Linked DNA regions of Gossypium hirsutum: region 1 is linked to region 2. The links are chromatin contacts, called in public Hi-C maps. All regions are on one chromosome and are shown on one strand. Each heading gives the region's core, a stretch centred on a gene start, on an enhancer-like site or on the middle of the called end of the contact. The rest is flanking DNA. Distances are from core to core; before and after follow the strand shown. Region 1 has its middle 33 kb from the start of LOC107952425. Region 2 holds the start of LOC107951921 (proline-rich receptor-like protein kinase PERK15).

The links. A called contact is a pair of places that touch in the nucleus more often than the background predicts.
Region 1: a contact with region 2 is called in a Hi-C map of leaf, with 2.3 times the contacts expected there. The contact joins the enhancer-like site here to the promoter of LOC107951921 in region 2. A contact is called at or near these places in 5 of 34 Hi-C or Micro-C datasets (all in leaf).

What each region holds. Positions count from the first base shown.
Region 1 is chrA02:87,308,143-87,311,005 of Gossypium_hirsutum_v2.1, reverse strand. It overlaps the pseudogene LOC107951908. Among protein-coding and RNA genes, the nearest start is that of LOC107952425, 33 kb to the right of the region's middle. Within about 2 kb of position 1,510, at least 9 of the 9 cell types and tissues checked have an H3K27ac peak or open chromatin away from gene starts, as enhancers often do. A contact at or near this core is called in leaf, where this site is marked.
Region 2 is chrA02:87,126,539-87,129,491 of Gossypium_hirsutum_v2.1, reverse strand. It overlaps LOC107951921 (proline-rich receptor-like protein kinase PERK15), which reads left to right and starts at 1,572. Exons shown (of 8, transcript XM_016887105.2): 1 at 1,572-2,020. The coding sequence starts at 1,702.

The DNA.
Region 1 (2,863 bases), core at 261-2,760, 180 kb before region 2:
AACAACCAATTTCTCCTTGTTAGAGGAGTATGTTTTATGAAACCCACATGAAAGAGGAAGAAAAACATAGGGGTTTTCCAGTATAATAAAGTAATTCGTGTTGTCCATGTCCACCAAAAGCAGTGACCATGTTAGTAAAACCTATTACACCCCAATTATGTCACAGATTATAATAACGGGGGCATAGCTTTTGGTGGACATGGATAAAACAATATACTTGGTTATGCAAAAAGGCCACTGCGTTTTTCTTCTTTGTACATTTGTTTGGGTTTTATAAAGCATCCTCCTCTAACGAGGAAAAATTTGTTGTCGTGCCCGCATAACCACTATCAAGTATGACCCCATTTATGCTTTATTCCTCGACAATATAACCCCTATAAACTTGAAGCCCTAGTTACACTTCAACCTCAGATAGTATAATTATCGTCAAGTGGGACCTTGAGTTGCAACACGATCCGATTTCCTGGGTGATGGCTCCATACTCATATGACAAATGAAATTTATAGGTCACTCAACTCCACTACACCACTATGAATTTAAACAATCATTAAAACTATAATCATGTCTATCTCAAATACGGACAAAAATAAATTTACAAATTTTTAATTTCCAACCACAAGAAAAGAAAAAAGAATTTTTTCTTTTACCAAAGTGAAAACGCGTCCTATAGAACGCATTTTTATTAGAAGTGAAAACGCACCCCATAAAACGCATTTTTCTTTTTATTTCCAAAAACAATGTAAATAGATAAATTTTCAAAAAAATGTAGTATAGATTCTCAATTAATTTTTTTTAGCATATATGTAAAATTAAAATAGAAAAATAAAAGTAAAAAGATTTACTCAATTTGATGAAACACATGGGGTGGGAGAGTTGTATCCCTACAAGATGGGAGCTTTTGGATGAGACTCAAAAGCGCGCAACTGATTGATTTTTTTGGAGGGTCCCACCATGTGGGACGGTGGTTTGCTGATACCCCTATTTTCGCAAAACAAATAACTCCAAATTCCTTCAAATTATTCAAAGATTTAATCACCCTCATTATCCCTCTACTTTTTCAACTATTGAAATTTCGTAGTCTTTACTCTATATTTTTAATTTTAGAAATTTAATTCCTCTCCTTGTTTAATTTAAAAATTAATATTTAATTTATAACCCACTAATGAAAGTTTTTATTATTCAATTAAACAATAGCAATTAAGAAGGTTATCAATTGCATTTTAAATTTTTTGTTGGAACTAAAGGTATCTCTCTATATTCGTTTTATGATTCATAAAAAAACTAATCTTTTCAGGGTTTATAGTTATCTCTCTTACCAATATTATTTTCAAGATTTTAACTTTAATTAGATTTTAATATTTAAATCAAATAAGTAGAATGACTAAATTACTAAAATTAAAAGTATAAGAGATTGAATTTTAAAAGTTTTAAAGAATATAGGGACTGAAGATAGAATTAGACCTTTTTAAAGAAAAGCCATATGTATAGACCCCCAAGTCCCGGGCCCACTAGATCCCCTCTCCACAATTTTCGGCTCAATCCGCCGTCGTATAGTACCTCCTTCCACATCCCCCAACGGCACGTGCCACACGTGTCTCTCCCAACTGCCTTCAAAATTCAAAAATCCAATCCCTTTCTCTTATTCTCATTGACACTGTCCATTTTCTTTATAACTCAATCCTTTTGCTTTGAATGATCATTGTCTGAAACCAAAGCTTAAAAAAGATCGAGGAGGATCCGGTTAAATGTTAATCGGGGGCATTTGATTGTTCTCTCTTTATAATTTCTATTTTGAAGAGGTAAACCTTTAAATCGAAGGATCGAAGTTTTGTTTTTAATTTGATTAAATAATTGAAAGAAAGCGAGGTGGAAGAGTGTTGGGAGATGAACGGAATGGGGAGACAGAGGCAGAGATCTGATGCCGCAGGAGTTCAAGTGCACCATCAGAGACAACACTCAGATAACTTCTTGGAAACGACGTCGAATGGGAGATGGCTTCAGTCTGCTGGTCTTCAACATCTTCACTCTTCCAACAACTCTGTTCCTCCTCTTCAGGTCTCACACTTTTTCCTTTTTAATTAATTTTTTTGTTGGAGAAATAAAATGAAAATGGCAATCTATTTTTTTTAGTAAGAATAAACTGAAAATGTGTTGATTTTTTAGATTTAATTATATAATTTTAAGTCTAACATGCGAAAGGAAAAGCAGTTAAGCTGGCTGCTTTAACTCTCGAGATTTCCTTTTGGTATTAAAAGAAAACAAAATGAATGAAGTTTTCCAGATGACACTTTATTGGATAAAAAAATTGATAAATGTTTGATTTTTTTCCCTTTTTTAGATTGGAAATTAATTTGCGAGCAAAATAAATAAATGGAATGTGCAGGGAGCAATATTTCAATACAAAGTAGTTATTATTTCGAATGCATGATTTTGCTGCTTATGCTGCTTGGATCGAGAGCAGGATTATGCGTTTTATGGTGGAGGAGGAGGATCTCAAGGATCTAGAATGTATAAGAATGTACAGAGGGGTTCTAATACGGGGAACGACTATTTCACGGAGCCTACAACTCCTCCATTTAGTTCGCGTCCGCCAAGCGGCGAGTTCAGTCCCGGTCTCTTAGATCTACATTCTTTTGATACTGAGCTTCTGCCTGAGGTTGGTCACTTGCCATTTCATCTTAGAGTTACAGTTAGCGAATGTAATGTAGATTTGTGTGTACGCAAGTCATACTTTGGCCTTCAAATGCAAAGAATCAATGAAACTGGAAGCTATTTGTACTTTTGTTTCATCAAGAAATATGCAGGTCGAACTTTTGGGATTTAATTGTATGATCTTCAACCTGGGGATGTGATGCTGAACGAT
Region 2 (2,953 bases), core at 323-2,822:
TAACATTAATTAATTATTAGAAATATTATCACACGCATATACATATAGAAATCATAAATATGTGTTTAAAAATAACATACAATAAATGATAAAACATATGGCTGAAACTAAATAATAATAACATATTAAATATGTAGAATATTAAAATTAAAAAAAGATTAAATTGTTTATCATTGTTCTGTCATCAACCTTGAGTCGGAGTCGAGTTAAATTGTGACATCAACTCAATCAAATATATTATTAATATACATACACACACAATTAACAGAAGTAATAAAGTGTGCATAATAAAATTAAAATATATAAAAATATTAAAATAAGACTTTATTTAGTGACAAATTAACGATTAAAGTACTCTCAAATTGTAAAATTTTTAACCGAATTGGTGACCCAATGGAGGATAACGTCAACTCAATTAGGAGTGTAAATAATTATATAAATTAATAATAAATAAATAATAATTTTTATTTTTTGCATTTTTCAAATAAATAATGTTACAAAAATTGAAAAGTAGTAAAATTGATGTGTGAACATCAAAGAATTGCTTTTTAAAATAAATTTCTTACATTTTAGGAAAACCCTAATATTACTCGGAAGTTAGGTCGACCCGCAATCATAATTTTATTTTTCCTCTCATCATCTCACCAAGTTTTCGTATTATTTTTTTAAAAATAAATCTTTATTGGAAACAAGTAAAATCAGTCTCATATCCAAAAATTCTTCATACTCAACATGGATATTGTGTACTAAATTTAAATTATAATTATTTGGTACAATTATTATTTATTCTCAACTGTCACATTTGTTAACTTGTTCATGTAATAATTCACGTGTCCATAAGTGTAAGAATTAAAAAGGGTAAAAAATTAAATGAAGACTAAAATGATTATTTTTTTGTAAAGTTAGAGAACTAAATAAGTCATTATATTTTTTTCTTATTTTGAAGATTTGTTATTCTTTACTAGAGTTTTTATCATCTTTTTTAGTTTCAACTTTGAAGTATAAATTTATGCCCACTATTTTTTATTTCAAAGTAAATGTGTATTTTTAAAATAAGAATCATGATAATCTAAATAATCTTAACTATCAAATCAAAATAAATATTCCTAAATTTTAGATTTTGATTTATATTATTTTATTTCAACAACACCAAATATAATTAAAATATTAAAATAAATATTTACTTTTAGATTTAAATTTTTTATAAAAAAATTGAAATAGAAAGCAAGATATTAAGCTTATAAACGTTAATAAATATTATTTGATATTTGTTTTTTTTACCGAAAAAAATTGATCGAGGAATTTAATGGGTACTTTACATTTTATATTTTGTAAACATAAAACCGCCGAAAAAAATTAAAAATAAATCACACGTTGCAAGTAAGCTACATTTTCTCACTACAATCAGACACGGACAGCAGAGTTTTGTCAGTAAAAACAATAAAAAGCCAAATACGACGCCGTTGTGCCTCTTTTTGATTTACTCATTTCTTTGTCAGAAGCGGGCCCCACTTGGTCCAAATTCTTTCTCCCACCCAATCATTCATAAGCAAAATTCCTTCGACTCTGTTTCAAAGTTCAAACCTCAAGCATTGAGGTTGAATTGAACCCCCCTCCCCAAAAAAAACCTCAAGCATAAAGAAAATAACAGGAAAGAAAAAAAAAATTCAAATCCTCGATTTTATCGAAACCTCACCGGAGATGGCTACACCACCATCTCCATCGCCGACGTCGCCGCCTTCCACTCCCAACACTACTTCTTCTCCTCCTTCTCCTTCCCTTACGCCGCCAGTTACTAATACTTCAACCCCTGTGTCGCCTCCGCCTCCGGGGGCTGATTCTCCGAATGCTACGCTACCTCCGCCGCCTTCGCCGAGCGGGGGCTTACCGCCTGGGACATTAGCGGGGCTTATCGTTGGGGCAGGGATGGGAGCGTTAATTGTGCTGATTGGAGTGGGCATTTTCGTAATTTTTTATAGGAGGAGAAAGAAGAAGCTTGCTGGAGCTCATCCTCAAGGAGGTCAGTCAGTCCATCTTTGTTTTATTTTTATGAAATAATTACTTGCACTTAATGTAGTTCATAACACTTCCTCCGGACTGTATATTTATCCTATATTTCTGAAGTACCATTAGTTGCAGTTGGCTTAGAAAATGTGACTTTAGTTTTTAATATTATTTGTTTTTATGGAATCTAGGTTTAATTTTGAAGTGTTTGTTTTGTTTGTATTGTATCGTACTATTGTTTTTTTAATGTTACTATTGTTAAATCATGTTAACTATATTTGTCTACATTTTGTCAACTTTGTATTATCTATTTATTTGTTTGTTTATCAGTGTTTAGAGTATAATAATGTTGTTTAAAAATAAAGAAAATAAGATTTTTGGTTCAATATAGATTATATTGAATCTTGAGTTCCTTCCCGTATTTTATAGTAAAATATCATTGGGATTTCCTTCAAACATTGGCTTTTGGTTTTCATTGGTTTATGTTGTATACATAAGAACATATGCTTATGACCTAGATCTGCGTTATTGATGCTTTAATGGTATATGGTAAGCCATAATTTTCTTTTGGAGTTCACTTGAATCAATTGACTGAGAAGACCTAAAGTATGCAGCTTGAACGAGTTACTTTTATTAAGGATTTAAAGTTGTCATGAATTTATAAGTTATCGTAGTCTTTTGTTAATTAGGATGCAAGAATCAGTTTTATTGCTCTTATCATAGTTGTCATTTGTAATTTTCCCATGCTAATTTGATTTTTTAAACCATTTACAAAAGAATGAGTTTGATCCATTTCAGCTTTCAAGCCATGATACATGCATGGCCATACATGCATACAAGAACATCCATGCATGCATGTCTAGTAAACAAACACATATGCATATCTGGGATAAGGAGGCGTCCACTGGTATCAACACTTTAGTAATTTTATCCCCAGTGCTGTAAAGAT